Linked DNA regions of Mus musculus: all the other regions are linked to region 6. A link is a contact called in public Hi-C, HiChIP or PLAC-seq and promoter capture Hi-C data. All regions are on one chromosome and are shown on one strand. Each heading gives the region's core, a stretch centred on a gene start, on an enhancer-like site or on the middle of the called end of the contact. The rest is flanking DNA. Distances are from core to core; before and after follow the strand shown.

The links. Promoter capture Hi-C pulls out the DNA fragments that hold promoters and counts their contacts. A called contact is a pair of places that touch in the nucleus more often than the background predicts. HiChIP or PLAC-seq counts read pairs in DNA pulled down with a chosen protein or histone mark.
Region 1: a contact with region 6 is called in a promoter capture Hi-C map of liver, with 6 times the contacts expected there. The contact joins the promoter of Ifitm3 here to the promoter of Echs1 in region 6. A contact is called at or near these places in 16 of 39 promoter capture datasets (the 3T3-L1 cell line, 3T3-L1-derived adipocytes, the C10 cell line and 9 more) and 8 of 115 datasets of contacts at active chromatin or transcription factors (bone marrow-derived macrophages, embryonic forebrain, embryonic stem cells and 4 more).
Region 2: a Hi-C map of liver shows a contact between it and region 6, with 2.7 times the contacts expected there. The contact joins the enhancer-like site here to the promoter of Echs1 in region 6. A contact is called at or near these places in 1 of 39 promoter capture datasets (cranial neural crest), 1 of 484 Hi-C or Micro-C datasets (liver), 2 of 115 datasets of contacts at active chromatin or transcription factors (bone marrow-derived macrophages and hepatocytes) and 1 of 9 other capture datasets (adipose tissue).
Region 3: an HNF4G HiChIP or PLAC-seq map of pancreatic cancer cells shows a contact between it and region 6. The contact joins the promoter of Pwwp2b here to the promoter of Echs1 in region 6. A contact is called at or near these places in 1 of 39 promoter capture datasets (pre-B cells) and 2 of 115 datasets of contacts at active chromatin or transcription factors (microglia and pancreatic cancer cells).
Region 4: a contact with region 6 is called in an H3K27ac HiChIP or PLAC-seq map of hepatocytes, with 6 times the contacts expected there. The contact joins the promoter of Cox8b here to the promoter of Echs1 in region 6. A contact is called at or near these places in 13 of 39 promoter capture datasets (the 3T3-L1 cell line, the C10 cell line, the HPC-7 cell line and 10 more), 2 of 484 Hi-C or Micro-C datasets (group 2 innate lymphoid cells and liver), 14 of 115 datasets of contacts at active chromatin or transcription factors (the NIH/3T3 cell line, bone marrow-derived macrophages, craniofacial prominence and 7 more) and 2 of 9 other capture datasets (macrophages and pancreatic islet).
Region 5: a contact with region 6 is called in a promoter capture Hi-C map of hippocampal neurons, with 4 times the contacts expected there. The contact joins the promoter of Ifitm2 here to the promoter of Echs1 in region 6. A contact is called at or near these places in 19 of 39 promoter capture datasets (the 3T3-L1 cell line, 3T3-L1-derived adipocytes, the C10 cell line and 13 more), 2 of 484 Hi-C or Micro-C datasets (B cells and the HPC-7 cell line), 19 of 115 datasets of contacts at active chromatin or transcription factors (T-cell acute lymphoblastic leukemia, astrocytes, bone marrow-derived macrophages and 10 more) and 3 of 9 other capture datasets (liver, macrophages and pancreatic islet).
Region 7: a contact with region 6 is called in an H3K27ac HiChIP or PLAC-seq map of embryonic stem cells, with 5 times the contacts expected there. The contact joins the enhancer-like site here to the promoter of Echs1 in region 6. A contact is called at or near these places in 6 of 39 promoter capture datasets (cranial neural crest, embryonic stem cells, frontonasal cranial neural crest and 3 more), 1 of 15 datasets of contacts at CTCF or cohesin (the NIH/3T3 cell line) and 12 of 115 datasets of contacts at active chromatin or transcription factors (T-cell acute lymphoblastic leukemia, astrocytes, bone marrow-derived macrophages and 6 more).

Annotation. Positions count from the first base shown.
Region 1 is chr7:141,009,461-141,012,160 of GRCm38.p6, reverse strand. It overlaps Ifitm3 (interferon induced transmembrane protein 3), which reads left to right and starts at 1,417. Exons shown (of 2, transcript NM_025378.2): 1 at 1,417-1,764; 2 at 2,272-2,571. The coding sequence starts at 1,516. The coding sequence ends at 2,436.
Region 2 is chr7:140,720,068-140,722,767 of GRCm38.p6, reverse strand. It overlaps the pseudogene Olfr542-ps1. Among named protein-coding and RNA genes, the nearest start is that of Olfr541, 17 kb to the right of the region's middle. Within about 2 kb of position 1,392, at least 5 of the 459 cell types and tissues checked have an H3K27ac peak or open chromatin away from gene starts, as enhancers often do. A contact at or near this core is called in adipose tissue, hepatocytes and liver, where this site is marked.
Region 3 is chr7:139,247,179-139,249,878 of GRCm38.p6, reverse strand. Pwwp2b (PWWP domain containing 2B) reads right to left here and starts at 1,397. Exons shown (of 3, transcript NM_001098636.1): 1 at 1,236-1,397. The coding sequence starts at 1,360.
Region 4 is chr7:140,899,068-140,901,841 of GRCm38.p6, reverse strand. It overlaps Cox8b (cytochrome c oxidase subunit 8B), which reads left to right and starts at 1,396. Exons shown (of 2, transcript NM_007751.3): 1 at 1,396-1,610; 2 at 2,753-2,774. The coding sequence starts at 1,500.
Region 5 is chr7:140,954,419-140,957,266 of GRCm38.p6, reverse strand. It overlaps Ifitm2 (interferon induced transmembrane protein 2), which reads left to right and starts at 1,306. Exons shown (of 2, transcript NM_030694.1): 1 at 1,306-1,597; 2 at 2,094-2,428. The coding sequence starts at 1,352. The coding sequence ends at 2,282.
Region 6 is chr7:140,115,010-140,117,709 of GRCm38.p6, reverse strand. Echs1 (enoyl Coenzyme A hydratase, short chain, 1, mitochondrial) reads left to right here and starts at 1,289. Exons shown (of 8, transcript NM_053119.3): 1 at 1,289-1,403. The coding sequence starts at 1,316. It also overlaps a transcript of Paox not described here.
Region 7 is chr7:141,036,951-141,039,650 of GRCm38.p6, reverse strand. No RefSeq gene overlaps it. Among named protein-coding and RNA genes, the nearest start is that of Ifitm6, 21 kb to the right of the region's middle. Within about 2 kb of position 1,395, at least 29 of the 459 cell types and tissues checked have an H3K27ac peak or open chromatin away from gene starts, as enhancers often do. A contact at or near this core is called in differentiating embryonic stem cells, embryonic stem cells and extraembryonic endoderm stem cells, where this site is marked.

The sequences.
Region 1 (2,700 bases), core at 168-2,667, 890 kb before region 6:
CCTGAGGCCTGACTGAGGCCTGGAAGGAGGCCTCTGTGAGGTAGGTACGCCCATGGAAACCACTCTACCTAGCTTCCCAGAGGCAGACTTTTTCAGAGATGTTGACTAAACCAGCACCAGCTAATAGGACTGCAAAGAAGGGAGTCTGTAGGAGGTGCTGATGTCTCTGTGAAGAACTCAAGAAAGATAATGAAATGAGTGGAACCTAGAAACTAGAGCAGCCCCAGCTCCCAAGACTCAGGGCACTAGGAAGGGTGGGTGCTGCAGGGCACCTTGAAGGAGATCTCTGTAGTAGCCTGGTCCTTCCAGTGCCACCAAGATAGAAAGTGGATGCAAGTCCTAACAAGAGAAGCCAGGCCAGATGTCCCTGTTATCACTGAGTCCTTCAGTATGATCAGGAGTAGCTTTCCTGGTCACAGCCCTCACCCCACCAAGCGTTTGAGAAAGCGTCTCTGGTAGGACGAAGGTCCTCTCGGTGACCATGCCACTAGCACTAATAAATTTTGTTAGGGCAGGAGGGAAAAAGAGTGGCTGTAGCACCAACAGGCCAGCCCAGGACCATGAGGTCAGAGCCAAGTGACCGAAGATCATTTAGTTCTAATACCAAAGTCCAGTGGTTGATCACACTTAGGGCACTAGGGCTCTGCAAGGAGAGAGACACAGAGGCGTGTTAGCATTTTGTCTAGGCTCTGCCCCACAGTTATCTGGCAACAGCTGGGTGTGCCTGACTCACACTAAAAGGGGCTGCTCCCCCCCTTACTCTCTAACCTTCCTGCACCTGCTTCCCCCTCCTCATTCCCCACTCCCTCCGAGTGCTCATGGCCAGCCTCTACTTCTCTGTTCTCTCTCTCTCTCTCTGCCTTTCTCTGTCTCTACTACCCTCTCAACCCCCTCCCCATGAATAGAGAATAAACTCTGTTCTATGCGATACCACCGTGTGGCTGGTCCCTCAAAGGGAAGGGACGCTTCAGCGTGGGCCTGCAGAGGCCCCCCCTCCCCCAACATATGACTGCATAGCCACCGAAGATATTCCTTCTCTCTCCTCTTTAAAACACAAGAAGTACCGTTCATCCCACCTGTCTATGAAGCCAGGAGAACTGGCGTTCATAGTGAGAGGCTCTCTGGGCACTCTTTATTGCTGAATAAAGAATAGAGGGTTCTTTGGGGCCTGGCTGGGACCTTGATAAGGAACAGTGAGGTTCTGCAGCTGTGAGCGTGAGCTTGGTTGACTCCAGGACCCCTCACTCTTAAACACTGAGGTTTGGGCCTTGGGACAAGTCCTGACTTGGGCTCCTGGCCTGGAAGTTCCCCTGATTCACAATCCTTCCTGACATCCTGCCCTGGAGTAATTTGATCCGCAGGCTTTTTAGATCCCCGCCCCTCTGAACCCAGAGCAGTTTCATCAAGCCAAAATTCAGGAAAAGGAAACTTCTGAGAAACCGAAACTGCCGCAGAAAGGGCAGACCCGCAGCGCGCTCCATCCTTTGCCCTTCAGTGCTGCCTTTGCTCCGCACCATGAACCACACTTCTCAAGCCTTCATCACCGCTGCCAGTGGAGGACAGCCCCCAAACTACGAAAGAATCAAGGAAGAATATGAGGTGGCTGAGATGGGGGCACCGCACGGATCGGCTTCTGTCAGAACTACTGTGATCAACATGCCCAGAGAGGTGTCGGTGCCTGACCATGTGGTCTGGTCCCTGTTCAATACACTCTTCATGAACTTCTGCTGCCTGGGCTTCATAGCCTATGCCTACTCCGTGAAGGTGAGTGTGCTAGAATGGGGGGAGTGATGGTGTAAAAAGGTGTGTGTGAACCTGAAGCTCCATCTACCCAGATGGCACCGAGGTATGAGTGTGGGGTCCTTTGTTTAAAATAAGTTTGTGTTCATTCTTCTGTGGTGTGTGTGTGTGTGTGTGTGTGTGTGTGTGTGTACACGTGTAGGCTTAAAGGCTCTCTGGGGGCAGACACAGGGTGAGGCTGCCTGGGGATTCTGGAGTCAGACTCTTCCAATGCAGAGATGCCTATAGCACCTTCACTCAACAGACTGGGATTCTAGCCTGTGTGGAAAATGTTCAGGAGATTCATGGGGAACAATAGCCTACAGTGGGGTGAACAACAAGTGCTAGGGCCTCCTGGATGATCAGAGGATGTAAAATGTTCCTGACCTAAGATGGGGAGATGCAGTCCACAGGGAGTACGTCAGGAAAACTGTCAGAGCATCTGCCTATCAGCTCCAGGGCCACTGACCGTGTCTATCTGTTCTGCTCCAGTCTAGGGATCGGAAGATGGTGGGTGATGTGACTGGAGCCCAGGCCTACGCCTCCACTGCTAAGTGCCTGAACATCAGCACCTTGGTCCTCAGCATCCTGATGGTTGTTATCACCATTGTTAGTGTCATCATCATTGTTCTTAACGCTCAAAACCTTCACACTTAATAGAGGATTCCGACTTCCGGTCCTGAAGTGCTTCACCCTCCGCAGCTGCGTCCCTCCTTGCCCCTCCCTACACGCAGGTGTAACACTCATTTATCTATCCACAGTGGATTCAATAAAGTGCACTTGATAACCACCATCCTATGACTGCTTTTATTCCTCCCACCCCTCTATCTTCCTTGCTCTGAGGTGGACATGTAGGTTATCCTCAATTTGGCAGTAGTCTCTGGCCTGCTGTTGTGGACATTTGCTGGCCAAAGTCCTGGA
Region 2 (2,700 bases), core at 143-2,642, 600 kb before region 6:
TTGGTAGTCAGTGAAAGATTATCTAGATTACAGTAGTTAAGGTGGGAAGACCTGCCCTAACTATGGGGCATCACTATTCCATGGTCTAGAGACCCAGACTGTATAAGAGAAGAAAGTGAACTGAGTATGAACACTCATTGCTCTCTAATGTGGATGCCATGTGTCTATGTGGCACTTCTGCCATCACGTGTTTTCTGCCATGGTGAGCCAAACCCCAAACCTTTGTTATGTTGCTCCTGTTAGTTTATCAAAGCAACGAGAAAAGTTAGCTCATCCACTAACAGCGTGAGTAATTGGGAAAGAGTGATATTGACCATTGGGACAATAAAAAGGAGTAGTGGTAACTAAGCAAAGGCTGAGAGAAGCCAAGCTCTGTGGCGGTGTTGCCCTGGAATATTAACCTAGATGGGAGAAGAGCACGTCAGGAGCCTGAGGTGGTGGTTCTGAAAATGAGACATTTATTGATGACCCACAGACCCCTGAGGCCCAACCAAAATAACACAGCAGGGCCGACAATACAGTGCCATCACCTATGACTGAAGGCTCTTTTCTTTATTATGACAGCTGCCTCTGTACTCCATGGAGCTACTCTCAGTAAGGCAAGTGTGAGAGGAGCATAAGCCTGAAGGGCAGCTTGTGCATTTCCATCTGCAGCTTAAAAAGTTGCACACGTCTCCCATGGCTTGTAGGGTCTTATTTCCCAGTGTATAGATGGGCAGGTTCAAGGTAGGGCTCAGGACTGTGTACAGCACTGAAGACACTGCTACTTTCCAGGATGTCGTTTAAAGGGGTGCTGACACAAGCACAGAGCATGGATAAGCACTGCACAGGCTACTGGGTAGTGTGAGGTTGAGTTGCAGCCACAGGACTGTAGGGTCAGCAAGAAGTTGATACCTCCATAGAAGTCTTTGGCCATGAGAATCATGACGCTGTTTGCAGCCACATTATCAGACCAGTGTGCACAGATGCATTTAGTGCTCATATGGACCACATACCCATGGCTTAGTTCCCACAGCTGTGGGCTTATCCTAAAATTACAGTGCAGGGACAGCAGATGGCCACATCGTAGTCATAGCATTGACCATGAGCAGCAGCAGCTCAGAGGATGCAGACTGGACAAGGAAGAAGAGCTGGGCCATGCACTCCTTGAAGGAGATGGTGTTTTCCTCAGACACTAGGCTAACTAGGGCCTTGGGAAGCACCGATGAGGTACAGACAATATCCATGGTGGCCAGGTTGCACAGGAAAAAAGTACATGGTTCTGTGGAGCCCAGTGCTGGACTCCAGAATGATGTTTGCTGCATTGTCTGGGAATGCTATGGCGTAGAAAGACAGGATACAGCCAAGCAGGAGCATTCACCAACTCAGCTGTTCTGAGAACCGTTGCAACATGAGCCCAGTCACTATTGTCTGGTTGGCACTCGACATTAGCACTGAACAGCTCTGGATCTATTCCTGTGTCTACAAGCCTCGGAGACAAGGTCATAGTCCAAAACTTCAATGTCCGTTTTTCATACTTTACCACCTTAAAACTTAGTCTGTTGACATAAGGGGGTGGAGTGAGCGTGTTTCTCTCTTGGCAGCTTGTCTATCCATCACCCACCCCTTCTATTTATTTTCTAAACCCAATTTCCTTCATTTATTTATTTTTTTCAGTTTCTACCTTTGAAACTTTCATTGTTTAGATTTAGGTTCTCGCCATCGTGTAGTAGAGCATTATTTATTCAGAGCCTGTCTACTCTGTGATCTGCTCCTCCCAAGTTGTACTCTGGTGATGTTGTGAAGATGAATTTGTACCCTTCACCCTCAGAGCAAACATTCTCATAACCACCGGCACCTCTTGGAAAGACATGCTGAGATGTCTCTTGTAGACTCTGTATAACCTTGTCTCCTGGGATCTCACTCACTATCCTTTCTCCGATGTGTGCCCCCCACCCCCAAATGACTGTCACATATTGGATCAGGGTCTAAGGCAGCGGAGAGTATGGTGGGTATAGATAACAAGGAGACTGTCAGAGAACAGCTCCTTTATTGAAATAGAGAGGCTATATGATAGAGCTAGACTCAGGAGAGAGAGGAGAAAGGAAAAGGGAGGAAGTATTTCAGCAGGGGCAGGGACCTTCCAAGCATAACAGCTATATTAGCAGACTGCTGGTTACATGATTTCTGAGAAGCCAGTTCTCTGGCAGGGGAAACAAAGATTGAACTGGCTTTATCATTACTTGGTCTTTGTCTTTATGGAGTTGAGCAGGCACAAGCCTGATTTGGGTAGAGATCAGCCCTACTCCCACCATGTTTTCTGAGAGCTCTCCAGGGTATGGGCAGTGCTCATCTGGTTTGGGAACCCACACTCTGGTACTTCTGTGTGCTCTCTGGTTGCTCACATCTCTCTTCATAAACTCTGATACTTCTGTATGGTCTATTCTTGCCCACATCTCTCTTCATAAACTCGGGTCTTTTATAAGCCTTACTTTCTGTGATCCATCAGTCTTCCTGGTTGATTCTATCATTACCATGATGTATCTCAAATATGTTATCTCAGGGAGCCCTCCTCTCTGTCACAGGCCCGTGAACCCCAAAGTACTCTATGGCTTTTCTGCCTTTGTGCCTGGTAACCATTCTTGACTCAACAAGCCTATGGCTCATGGCATCACCACTTCCCAGAGCCTTTTCTGTGGGTTTTATATGCACTGTTAGCAG
Region 3 (2,700 bases), core at 148-2,647, 870 kb after region 6:
TGACCTCAGGGTAGAGATCCCCCCTATCTCTGTAGACACAGCCACAAGATAGGACTACTCTCAGCCAATCTTATCTTGAGCACTGGAGCCTGAGAACTGGGGAAATGCGGGTCCTCTGCTGCAGACTCTCTAGGGAGAGGCCAGAGCAGGCTGCACAGGTTGAGCAGGGGTGCAGCCAGACCTGCCTAGGGAGGAGAGGGCAGCCATCAGCAGGGTGGGGGATGGCTTGCCTTGGAAGCTTTCAGGTGGCTATTCTGCAGCCCCTGAATGTCACCCCATTATAGGCACTCCCTGTACTAACCAACAAGAGAGGGGCACCAGTCACACGGGAGGCCATATGTTAAGTCACATGACTTGTGCATAAATGGCTTCTGGCACATCTAATGAAGACATAATGTCAGCAGGGTAACTGTCGAAGGAGGAAGGGCTCTGCTCTGTGGTGGGAACCCAGGGAAATCCGGGCTTTAGGAAGGGAAAAAGTTGGGTCTTTGAAAGCAGAGCCCTTTTCTGTTCCTAATTCCAGAATGAAGCCTGGCTGGAGCAGAAGAGTCACAGCCTGATTAATGCCTAATCATTTATCAGGCAGTGACAGCGCAGTGCCATGTGATTCTGGGTTCAGGTGGCTGTTCTGCGCTGCAGAAGCCCCTGCAAAGGGTATACAGGTGGTCTCAGGAGCCAAGCCCAATGCGCCCCTCCAGTAGAGGCACTGGCCCTGGAACTTGTATCTTCCACTCCCCCGCAAGGCGCCTCGCCCACAGCAGTGTTTCTACACCCCGCAGTCTCGCAGCTGGTCTCCACCAGCCACTCCTATAAGCCTTGGGCTTCCCCCCTCTTGTGACAGGTGAGGCCATAGCTTAACTGACCCCCTTAAACGAATCACGATTCTACAAACAGTCGAATTCAACAGTGCGTCTGAACAAAGAAAAGTGCGTTAATTATGGCAGATGTGCGGAGTTTCAGGCAAGGCTTCCCGTGCGTCCCGGCCGGCACCGCAGCCCCTCTGCGGGGCCGCACGCTCTCCTGCCCCGAAAGTCACCGCGACTTTGGGAGAGAGCCACTTTCGCACCCAGACCGGCGGCCAGCTGGCGCGCCTCGAAACCCCGGCCCAGCAGAAACTGAAAGCGGACGCCGGGCTTTGCTGCTCCTCTCGGAGCCTGCATTGGAACCTTGAATCGGTGGAGGAGTGTCCCGGGAGATTCCGAGGAGTCCCGGGCCCGCGACCCTGCCCCGCTCACTTTTTCGTGCAATCCAGCAGGATTCCGGCGAAGCTGCGCTCGCCACAGCTCACGGTGACCACCAGCGCGCCGTTGACGACCTGTTCCACCCGCACCGGCAACCGGCAGCCGGCCCGCGGCTCCATGCTCCCGCCGCCTCCGGAGGCCGCCCCCGCCCGCCACCGCCGCCGCCGCCGCCGCCGCCGGGTCAGCCCCGCGTGACGCCGCCTGACGTCACAAAGCTCTGTGTGCCGGCCGCCACCGCGGAGCTAGGCTGGGGCGCGCGGCCGCGGGCTGCGCTCCCAGGAGCCGGAGGGCGTGGGGCGGTCCGCCCGCAGCGTGCGCCCACAGCCGGCTCTCAAAGCTGGGCTTGCAACGCATTGCGGGGGCCCCACCGGGCGGGGAGAAGGGTTCGTTAATCTTGACGCCACGCAGGCTTGGAATGCCCCCTAGGAGGCCTTGCCAGGAACCGAGGGGTAGCGGGGACACTCCCCGGGTCCAGGCCCTTCCCCCACTCTGCTTCTCTGGGTTCCACCCCGGGCCCCACCTCCTTCCTGATCCTGTCCCGGGGCCACTCCCTGAGCCCGGCGCAGCCTGGGGCCCTTCCCCCATGTAGTCTGGGGGTCCCCTGTCTACCAGTTTGTGCTAGAGGACCCCGGCAGCGTCTTCTACGCACGACTCCTGTGTCCACTTGGTACTTGAAAAAGTCTGTGGACACGTGTATTTGAAGCGAATCAGGCCTGGCAGAGGAGACTCCGGGTGCCGAGGGACACCAATGGGGCCCTTACAAGAGGCCTAGTGTCACCCTCACTACAGGGCTACCTGGCACTGGGCTACCCAGGTGTGCTCGGCGCCTCCTAGGAGACTATAGTGCTCCGGTCTGTTTGAGAACCTCGCAGGGCGCGGGGCTGGCCAGCACTAGTGTTGGCAGGATTATTCTATCCAGAGCTCTTGCGTCTCCTGGGACTACTCGCTGCAGCACTCCTCGCTTAGTGTACAGTATGAAGAGCCACCTCCCATGAGCAAGAGCCAGGCTCCCCGGGCGTGTGCAACCGGGCCCGCGAGGGCAGCCTGGCCATGAGTGGGAGGTGGCGGCGCCCGGCGGACGGCTGACCGCCACCCTAGACCTCCTCCGGTTTCCGCAAGCACTTGCACTCTGAATCCGGATTCGGAATCCATAACTGACTGCCTCCAAGGGTCTGTCACGTTGCAATGACCAATGGCGTCTGTGAATCGGGCCCCTAAGGCTGACTTGCATCGCCATGACCCTGCATTGGAGGCACCAAAAGGGCAGAGAGGTACTGACCACGGATCTACCAGGCCCATGTCCTTTTCAGCTGGGGAGTGGAGTTCTTGCCCTGCTGGGACTTGCTTCAGGGCTGCTACCACTGACGCCGCCAAGGACAGCCGAGGCCGCCCTGGCGCCACTTTACCTTGCCTTAAGGCTACACTAGAGCAGATGAGAAAGTCTGGGCGGAGTCCAGCT
Region 4 (2,774 bases), core at 147-2,646, 780 kb before region 6:
TACAGTGTATGATCATCCATACATCCTTACATCTTCTTGCCCAACTGACTACCCACGCACTTATCATCCATACATCCTGACTGCCTACCTCGATGAACATCCTGCTAAACCAGAAACTGCTCTAAGTCCTAAAGACTCAGCGGAGAACGTGGAGGTCCTACCCCTCACAAACCTTCTCCACTAGTCAAGGGAGCACATGGCGGAGCAAGATACACTTCAGACGCCATTTGTGACCTGAACAGATATGAGAGAATAGAAGGGGGTGACCAGTAAAAAGCGCTAGTTGTGTGCTGACAGTGTTATGGATGCCAGTCAGGCCTCGGAGGCTGTGGGGAGACAGTGCATGCAGCCCGTGGGAGGAGGCAGATCATAGGCAGTTATGTAGGCTGCTTTACAAGAATTGTCTGAGGCAATGTGTAGAATCCAAAGTAGAAGTGTTTGAGGTTAAAGTTTGGGAAGACAGGGAGCAAATCTCTGGGCTGTGGTGCTACTGGTGTGTTGGAAGTGGAGTATAAATTCCAGAGCAAATAAGAGACTGCTGCTGGAGAAGGACAGAACTTGGCCCTGAGGTGGGCAGAGCCTTTGGTGGTTAGTCTGTCCCGATCACAGTCGGTCTCAGGTGACTGAGAAGCAGGCAGTGCTAAAGCACAGGCGGTCCAGGGCCAGGAGGTCTGAGCCAGGAGGTCTGGAAAGACCAGATGGAGACCCAAGAGCCTGAGGCTGACCCGAGGTCAGGAAGAGACTGAATGAGACAGAAGGACACCCAGCAACTGAGCAAGGCTGACAGTGCGGGGAAACTGCCCTTTGCGTTTGGTAGGAATCAGCTGGGATAAGAGGACAGCTGCCTGGGGACAGAGGAGAGGGGCCCATGGGAGGGAGAGTGGGGTCTGCAGGGTGACAGTCTTCCAGGGAGCAGGATAACACAGCACTAACACAAGTCTGGGGAGAAACGGACAGCACACTATCTGTAGAGGCCTGGGTGCTGGGGCTCACCCAGCCTGGTGCCTTGACTGGGGACAAGGGTCTGACCCCAGACATAGTTCCTGCCCACAGCTGACACTCAGAACGTGCCTGGTCTACACTCTACTTCTGTTCCTTTGCAGCAACCAGGTCGCAGGACTTCAATGCAGGCTCTGTATGTATTGTTTGGTTGATACCCCAAGAGTTAAGGTTTATTTTTTTAAAGTATACCACATCTCTTGCATTTTAAAGTCTGACTTTCCTGGGTTTGTCCCATTGAAGTCTCTCTCTGCAAAGAAGTAAATCTTGTATGGAAGGGCCCTACACGTTGAGGGGCTCACAGCAGGCTCACAGGACAGACTGGCTCTCTCCCAGTTACCAGCAGCCACCTTTCTGCCAAGTCTTGTGACAGGAGACAGCTGCAGCTCTCCACCCCAGCTATAAAAAGCCCCAGCTGGCTACCTAAGTGGTCAGAGGACGTGCAGCGGACATTCAGGGTGCCTCTTTGGGGCCAAGGAAGGAGTGCGACCCCGAGAATCATGCCAAGGCTCCCCCCTATCCTGCGGCTGCTCCAAGCGCCTGCGAAGTTCACAGTGGTTCCCAAAGCCCATGTCTCTGCCAAGCCAGCCAAAACTCCCACTTCCGCCGTGGTAAGTAACTTCTGAGGCGGCATTCCCTGGGCTTCAGGGCAACAGGGAAGATTAAAGTGATAAAGGAGAGGGGAGGACGTGGTGCTAGGTATCAGGGTTTTATGCAAGACCGTGTCTGGGTGCCAGAAGAGGGCTCTGGCACCACTGCCTGTGGGCCAGGCTCTCAGGGGCTACAAATGGTGGGGTGGGGACTGTCCTCGGGCCTCTCATACCTCTGGCCAAGGTCGACAGTGACAGAACTAGGGGGCAGAGTTCAAGTAGGATACAGGACTCCTATCAGGATGTTTTTATTCCACTATTAAGGGGAAAGGTGGGCTGCTCTGAGGGGGAACTAAAATAGTAGCAAACCTGATAAAACTGGACATATAAAGTGTGTCTACCTCACATATATAAAACACCCAGGTCCTGCGGTCACACACAGAGCTACTCAGCCCAGACTAAGATCCCCATTCTATGCCAAATTTGCTTGAACTCAGGACTGAGGTCAACAGGAAGGACTGGTTTCCGAATGAAGTACTGACAGCGTTAGGAAGACCTGGGCGCAGGCCCTATTTAGAGGGAACTCGGGGTGTCCGTGCAGTTGATACCTCAGAATCTGCTTCTCTACCTAAAGCTACTGAGAAGACAGAGCGCCTGATGGGGGTCACCACTGCTCACGAGACACACAAGGCAGGCGTCTGACCTTACCCGGTTGGCTTCTGAATGGGACTGGTTTCTGAGAAAGGCCCAGTGTTTGTTTATAACAATGGAAACCTTAGCTGTTCTGCATAGCACCCTGGAACCTAAGACCCGACAGGAGCTGAGTGAACCTCTGCCTTACTGGGAGCTGCTTCAGCTAGGCAGGATCTTGGGCTCTGAAGCCCAAGGCTGTTTCTCCTGATTTCTGAGGTCATTCTCCCTGCTAAGGGCTCCAGGCTGCCAAGCTCGGACACAGCAGAGCCTGCCTGCTCACAAGCCTGCCTAGAGAAGCCGAAGGCAAATGGGGACTATGGCTGCCAACAGAGAGGAAGAGCAAGGGAGTAATCCCCAGCTGGAGGGATGCTCCTGCCCCAGGAGTCTAAGAACAGGGAAGTTACCCTGGCCCATGGCCAGGCCTAAACCTTCTAGTGGCCAGTGGACTCATGTTTGCTTTCTTTCCACAGGAGCAGGCTGTGGGGATCTCAG
Region 5 (2,848 bases), core at 57-2,556, 840 kb before region 6:
CTGTCTGTTGCCTGTCGTTACGAATGCTGCTGTAGACATGAGATACAGGCATACAGGATACGTATAGACATGTGTTCATTCTCTTACACACGAGAAGTGGGATTCTGGGTTGTAGCTTCGATCTGCCCACTGCCTGCAAAGCCTGCAGCATCAGTGGTGTGGTTTCTTTGCTTCTAAACTACAGTGCTTCCTAATGGGTATGAGCAGTGTGCTGCTGGGGCTTTGATCTGCATTTTGCTAATGAGCAAGAATGTGGAGCCTGTTACCCATTGTGCCTCTTCTAGAAGAAATGTTGAGTTCCCCTTTCGTTCATTTTTTTAAAATTTTTACTTACTACTTTTTATTCATTTATTTAAGACAAGCTGTCATGTAGCCCAGGCTGGACCTTGAACTGATTCTCCTGCTGACCTTTCCCAAGTGCTGGGATTACAGACATGTGACCTGCTCCAGCTTTTGAGGCTCTGATCGATGGTGATGGTTGTACAAGTAGAGGCGAACAAGGGCTCTGTAGTTAGACTCACTGATCTCCTCCTTGCTCCATTCTGCCCTGTGGGATGAAATTTGGGTGCTGGGGGTGGGGGTGTGAGGTTACTGAATGGGTTCAAGTGTCAAACGATTTGTGTCCTTCACCACCAGGGAACTTCCCTTGTTTCTAGGACGCTCAGTTCCCTCACTGCTTCTGCCGGGAAAGACTCGGAGTTCCCTGTGTAGCCGTACTCCTACAGGCTTCATTTTAGCAATGGCTGTTTCGCAACTGGTAGGAAAACATCTGCCTTCCATAAGCTCCCCGGCTGCAGCCAAGTGACTGGAATTTTCCTTCCCTAGCTAGCCAGGAGCATCCAGGCCCTGTGCTGGAAGGCTCCTCCTTCCCCAACTGACAGCCAAAGAAACATTGAGTTGCAGATCTCCCCAGCCCCCACCTGCAACAGATTAGTTTAGGGGTGTGTGTGCTTGGGGTTTTTTAGAGGAGGCCCTCACTGTGAGGCCAGGTTTAGGGATGTACCAGGGGTGTGAGAGCAGGGGGCTGGGGAGACTAGATCTGGGGAGAAGTTCTAGTATGCCTACTGTAAGCAGGAGGTGGAGACCTTCAGACAAGTTTTAGCCCTGGGACAAGTCTAGATCCCTGGAAGTTTATACAGAGGTACCTCAACAGTCAACTAGTCCTGAAGTAATTTGATACTCAAGGCCTAAGTACCGCCCACTTCAGTATCCAGCCAATTCCCCACAGTAAGGCCCTCTGGAGACTAACCCACCAACAGGAAAAGGAAATTGCTAGAGAAAGGGCGGGTCTACAGAACCAGGATAGCAGCAGCCATCCTCCAGACGGGGCGATTGTTCCAGAGTCAGTACCATGAGCCACAATTCTCAAGCCTTCTTGTCCACCAATGCCGGGCTTCCTCCAAGCTATGAGACAATCAAAGAGGAGTACGGGGTGACTGAGCTGGGGGAACCCAGCAACTCAGCTGTTGTGAGGACCACCGTGATCAACATGCCCAGAGAGGTGTCGGTGCCTGACCATGTGGTCTGGTCCCTGTTCAATACACTCTTCTTCAACGCCTGCTGCCTGGGCTTCGTTGCCTATGCCTACTCTGTGAAGGTGAGTGTGCTAGAGGGGGTGGGAGGGAATGGTGTAAGAAGGTGTGTGTGAGCCTGAAGCGCCATCTACTCAGATAGCACCGAGGTGTGAGTGTGGGGTCCTTTCTGTAAGAAAGTGTGTGTGCACCCTTCCTATTTGTGTGTGTGTGTGTGTGTGTGCGTGCGTGCGTGCGCGCGCGCGCGCGCGCGCACTGTCTGTCTCTGGTGTTGGAGACTTTCTGATAGTCACAGGATGAAACTGCCTGGGGATTCTGGGGCCAGACTTTCCCCACCCCTTCACCCTTTAGACTGGGGCCCTAATCTGTGTGGAAAGTGAGGTATGCAGCGAATGCTGGAGCTTACTGTATAGTTTGTGTTTGTGTGTGTGTGAAAAGAGGGGAGGGTTTCCCGGCTGGAGGGAGTGAGACAGTGGGCAGGGAGCAGTTGGGGAAATGGAGCCAGAGCACCTGGCTCTCAGCTGGCCAGCTCCAGGGCTCCTTACATCTAATTTCCTTCAGTCTAGGGACAGGAAGATGGTGGGCGATGTGGTTGGAGCCCAGGCCTACGCCTCCACTGCCAAGTGCCTGAATATCAGCTCCCTGATCTTCAGCATCCTTATGGTCATTATCTGCATCATTATTTTCTCTACCACCTCTGTGGTAGTCTTTCAGTCTTTTGCACAAAGAACACCCCATTCTGGATTCTAGCTGCCCTGTGCTCCACGGTCCACATCTGCCCCGCCCCTGCCCCGCCCCCAGGCTCAAGCCTCGACCCTTTACCCTACGCGTATGCAAATGTTACCTTCACCTATCTGTCCACAGTGGATTCAATAAAGTGCACGGGGTGGCAACTCTGGCTGTGACTCACTGTTCTCTGGTTCTGTACCGAGCTCACCTTGCATCCTTTTTGTCTGAGGAGAGCAAGTGTCGTTAACTTGTCAGGCTTCTGGTCTCCAGATATGGGCAGCAGCCGACCTGTGGGTTTTTGCCTGATCCAGGCAGAGGGGATCCGAGGATCATCTAACGCTGAGGCCGTGCTCCCGGGGGTCCCAGGAAGGGTGCAGAACTTTGGGCAAAGGAGGCTCCGGCCTAGGAGTGAAAGACACCCGGAGTCCTTTACTTTAGGGGAAAAGAAATCCCTAGCCAAGATGTGTCCTCTTTTTGTGGTGGCCTCTTGGATATGACTTCAAGCTCCTGAGCTGGCCCGCACACAAAAGTTGGGTGCTGTGAAGTTTGCTGCCCTCACTGTTTCCTTCCCCACACTCAGGCTTATG
Region 6 (2,700 bases), core at 40-2,539:
TTAGTCTTGAAATAAAGTTTGCTGACTGTTCTATTCTGGTTTGGATTGTTTTCTTTAAAGTATTGAGAATCCAAACCTACTCCATCTTGGGACCAGCCTCTATCTAAAAGAAAAAAAAAAAAAAAGCCTGAGAACTTGACCTACAGAAGAACCCAGGTTGTACCCACGTACCAGGAAAGACCCCATGGCTTGTCCTTGGCCAGCGTTACTCTGTAGCTACTTCCTAACAACAGTAAAACAAAGACTAGCCTGATTGTTTCAGATGCACTTTCAGACCCTTTGTGACTGAATACAGTCGGCTTACAATAGACCTTCAGTTAGATACTTTCCAAGATGGACACCCCCTCTCTTACCTTCCATTTCTTGTAAAGCCCTGTCCAGATGAGAGTTCAAGGCTTCTCTGCCTTCCCTTCCTGTCCTGCTGTGTCAGGGTTGAGTTGGAGGAGAGGGCCCAAGCCTGAGCCTGTAATAGAGACCCTAATACTATTACATCGAAAAGGCTCCTTGGTGGACTTTTGGGGTTCACAAACTTCCCGGCATAACAGTATCAAGCTTGCTTTTGTCTGGAGATTCTGTCCTTTATCTCTATCCTAGGGTTTGCAGGACCAGGGCAAGAATACAAATGAAGGCCTGATAATACTTGCTAAATATTTTTAAGTTATAATTCAAGATAATTTACGTGAACAAAACATTGGCTTTCTTTTAAATTTATGTGAAATCTTCTCATCTTGTAAAATCACAGCTATTTCTAACCTGGTGTTATGAAGCTAGTCAGTTGTCATGTAAAGAATACCTCTGGAGCAGGGTATAATGGCTCATGCCTTTAATCCAAGCATTTGGAAGGCAGAGGCAAATGGATCTCTGTGAGATTGAGAAACAGCCTGGCCCATAAGGAGGGTTCCAGCCAACCAGGGCTATGAAGTAAGACCCTCACACAAAGCTAAACAAAACCGTCTTGCACTTTACCGCTTTATGCTTTATTACTGTATCTGTGATCGCGTCTTCCCGTAGTTTTTCCCCTGGTCAAGAACGAAAGCATACGGCCATCACAGGGGAAAGGGCACAGCCATGTCTCCCAGTCTGGCTTCGTAAACCGGGCACCCGCCAAGGGCACACCACCAAAGTGATGCAATTAACAGACTACTCCAAGAACCGCAGCCCAGCACCCCACGCTGCCCCACCCCGCCCTCTGTACCAGCCCGCTCAGGTCACGGGTCCACCCCTTAAGCTTCCGTCTTCATCCCGCCTGGGATCTGGGGCGGAGCGATTCTGCAGGCGGGGCGATTCTGTGGGCGGAACACATCGTCTCTCCGCCATGGCGGCCCTGCGTGCTCTGCTGCCCAGAGCCTGTAGCTCACTGTTGTCCTCAGTCCGCTGCCCAGAACTACGGCGCTTCGCCTCGGGTGAGTGCGGACACCGGCGGGGTGCGTCACCCCACCCACGTTGGGTGGTTTCTCCACCCATAACCTCTGGGTGGTCCCTAAACCCCGGCCTGCACGCATCCTCACTTGATCCTGGCCCTTCTCTCCTAACTCTAGATCTTTTGTCTGACCCCCTACTTCCACAAGCATGCACTCCCAACACTTGACTCTGAAGTACCTGGACCCTGGATTCGAGTACGCATCCCCACACTAAACCCAGATTTCCTGCAAGTGACCACTGACTCTAGCTTGGTGATCTTCCTTCTGAGCCTCCAACTCCAGCGCTCGACTGACCCCTTCCCAATTCCTTACCCCGTTCCCCGCTCCTCAGTCTGACCTTAGTCTCACCTTACAAGCCCAGCCAGATCCTAGCACCTCGAAGCCATGTCTAGTGGGAGGGCTCTGGGTGTAATAGCTTCTCAACGCTCGAACTTTTATGAGTGTCAGCTGGGAACATGCATGTTGGTTGTGAAATCCCATGTGTTTAGGTAGCTTTAAGAGAATGTGAAAGTAGGTTAAGTAAGACAGCCTGGGTATTGGGAAAGGTTTGTCCATAGTGCCTCCTGTCTAGTCTCTGCTGTTTCCACAGTCTCTCCTGATCGTGTCCTTCAAGCCACCCAATCAGCGTAGCCCATACCGACACACCCACTTTCCTTCCTAGCCAGCTGAATAGTTCCTCCCTTCCCACTCCTTGGCTCAACTCCTCTACAGACTTCTAGTACTCCACTGTGAATTTTTTTTTAATATTTTTTATTTAGTATTTTCCTCATTTACATTTCCAATGCTATCCCAAAAGTTCCCCATACCCTCCCCACCACTCCCCTACCCACCCACTCCCACTTTTTGGCCCTGGCGTTCCCCTGTACTGGGGCATATAAAGTTTGCAAGTCCAATGGGCCTCTTTCTGTTGATGGCCGACTAGGCCATCTTTTGATACATATGCGGCTAGAGTCAAGAGCTCCGGGGTACTGGTTAGCTCATAATGTTGTTCTACCTATAGGGTTGCACCTTTAGCTCCTTGGGTATTTTCTCTAGCTCCTCCATTGGGGGCCCTGTGATCCATCCAATAGCTGACTGTGAGCATCCACTTCTGTGTTCGCTAGGCCCCGGCATAGTCTCACAAGAGACAGCCATATCTGGGTCCTTTCAGCAAAATCATGCTAGTGTATGCAATGGGGTCAGCGTTTGGAAGCTGATTATGGGATGGATCCCCGGATATAGCAGTCTCTAGATGGTCCATCCTTTTGTCTCAGCTCCAAACTTTGTCTCTGTAACTCCT
Region 7 (2,700 bases), core at 146-2,645, 920 kb before region 6:
GGAAGTTGTGTCACTAGAGGGTGGGCTTTGAGGGCTCAGAAGCTCAAGCCAGACCTAGTGACACAGTCTTTTCCTGCTGGCCAAAGATCAAGATTTAGCACTCTCAGCTACCTCTCTAGCACCATGTCTGCCTGCAAGCCACCATGCTTCCTGCCAAGGTGATAATGGACCAAACCCCTGAGCTGTGAACCAGCCACAGTTAAATGTCTTTGTTTATAAGAATTGCTGTGGTCATGGTGTTTCTTCGTTGTAGTAGTACCCTAAGTAAGACATATGGCGAAGAAAAAGTTACTACCCAGCGCTAAATTTTGTCTGTGATAAAATATCCCGACAGAAACAACTCAAGGACAAAAGGGTTCATCTTGGTTCACAGTCCCAGGCTACAGTCCTTCACAATGGGGAAGTCAAGGCACCCAGAGCTTGAAACAATCTGGTCACATTATGTCCACAGTCAGTAGAAGAGAATAACAAATGTAAGCAAGCCAGTGCCCAGCTCACATTCTTGGTTCTAGACAGTCCAGAATCTCTAGCTCAGGGAAGAGTACTGCTGACAGTGGGTCGTTCCAACATCAACCAGTTTAGCTAACCCCTTCATTGACTTTCACAGAACCTGAACAGCCTTGTGCTCAGAGTCTTGTTTCTCAGGAGATTCTCGGTTGTGGTAAGTTCCCTTCCTGGTTAGGAAACTCCTTTCTTTCAAGATTAAGATATTGGAGAGAATGTATTATATATTATAGATATATTGGGAGTCAGTGTATATGTTGGCTGTAAGGTTGGAAACAAGTGTGCTTTCAAGAACCCACGTAAGAACAATTCGTTCTGCTATTGGGAAGTTGTGTGGGTATGAGGATGTGGCTTCTGGTCTGTAGGCTTGCGGGTGGGGGGGGGAGGGGGGGAGGGGGGGAGGGGGGAGGGTGGGTCCCTTTGAAGTACAGCATATCATACTCTGTAAGGAGCTTGTTCTAGGGAGTTACCAGTCTGGGGCCTTTTGCAGGGGATAATCTAAGATATGAGCAATGTTGAAGGAGATTTGAGGATGTAGAGTTCGTAGGGAGGAGTGTTGTGGGGATGAGGGATGATGCACTGTTCATGTACTGTTGCGGCCGGCCAGCGGCCCACGTGTCTGGGTTCTAGTCTGGAAGGCATCTTGGAATCTGGAAGAGAAGAGGGGGCTAGGCGGCGCGAGATAGATGGAACCAAGACAACCGTCTGATCAAGGTTCGATTTTACTATTCCAGACACTGGGTTATGAAGAAGGGGAAGGGGCCCATTCCTGCCAAATCATCCTACGAGTCCAGTTGCAGGTGACCACGTGTTTGGCTCCGGAACAGCTAGGCAGCAGGCAGCAGCAGTGGGAGTGGCAGAATGATAGGGCGGCAGGCTCCACCACATGCTCTCTTCCCGATAACAGTGAAACCTGAGCAGCCAGGTTTCAGGCTGAGGCGGGGAGGTTACAATGCACAAGGTTGGGATTTAATAAGTAAGCATGGAGAAGTCGTACCCTAGATAGGGATGCCTTAGAAAGCATGGTGACTGATGAGAGCTTTGAGTAAGTCTGTACTGAGAACGAGGACGGGGCCGTGAAGCCAGATTTTCTTTGTCTCAGTGGTAAGTGGTACAGTTGCAGTCAAAGTTCCAGAGGCAAGGTGGCCAGCCTTCGGTCACCATGTGTAGAAGTTTGGCTGCTACATATAGGCTGTAGAGCAATTTGTGTGTCGTCGTCCCCCGCCCCGCCCCCTGCCATTGGCAGAGTATAGTAAAGGTTTGTCCTTGGTTAGTATGTAAAGACAGAAGGGCTTGTGTAGATATGGAAGAGGCAGGTGAAAAACCGGACTTAAGTAGGTTTATGGAACAAAGAAGGGTTTGGGAGACAAGAGTGGCTCTTCCAGGGCTCCCTTAGTGGCTTCGTAAAGAGGCTGTGCAGTGAGGGAGAAGTTGGGGATCCATATATGGAAGAAGTTAAAGAGATCTCCTAATGCAAGAAATTCACACTTGGTTTGTGAGGTAGGTGGCATGGGTCTCACAGAGGCCACTGCTACTTGACAAAGGTCCAGCACATGGACATCACAGACCACAGTTCTCCACCATCCTCGACTTTCATCTTTGACGATTCTCACTATGCATTATGGGAGTTTCCTTGCGCTTTTCTCCTTTGGGGTATTTTGTGTGAGCTGTGGTAGAAAATGTAAGTGTGTACAACGGCAGTCTCTCTAAACCAAATCATTGTTGGGAAGAAGTCTCCGCCACAGTGGAGCCACACAGAGTGATGACTCGGAACCCCTATTGTGCCCCTCTGTTTGCACCCAGAAGAGAGAAGTTAAAGATTGACTAACTGAAAGATGGTGCCAGAAACTCCTGGATACACCTGGTCCCAAGGATGAAAGCACACAATGGGAGAGGAAAACAATGGGCCCAGACCCAGAGCCCGAGGCCTTGGCAGCTGAGGGCAGGAGTACAGTTAGTAAGTATAGGGCAGTGCCCATGATTGATTCCCTGGGCACATGACTTACAGCATGAATGGCGAGGTCTGGTCTGCCCCATGAGAAGCAGATCCTGAGAAGTTAGACTGGCTTGATCCCCTCTGCCATATGCAGGAGCAGGCACTGAAGGAGTCAGGATGGTGTGGCACAATGGAAAAAGAGTAAGAGATCAGGACCTTCCCTTTGCAGAGCTCAGGAGGAGAGCATGCCCATATTGTAA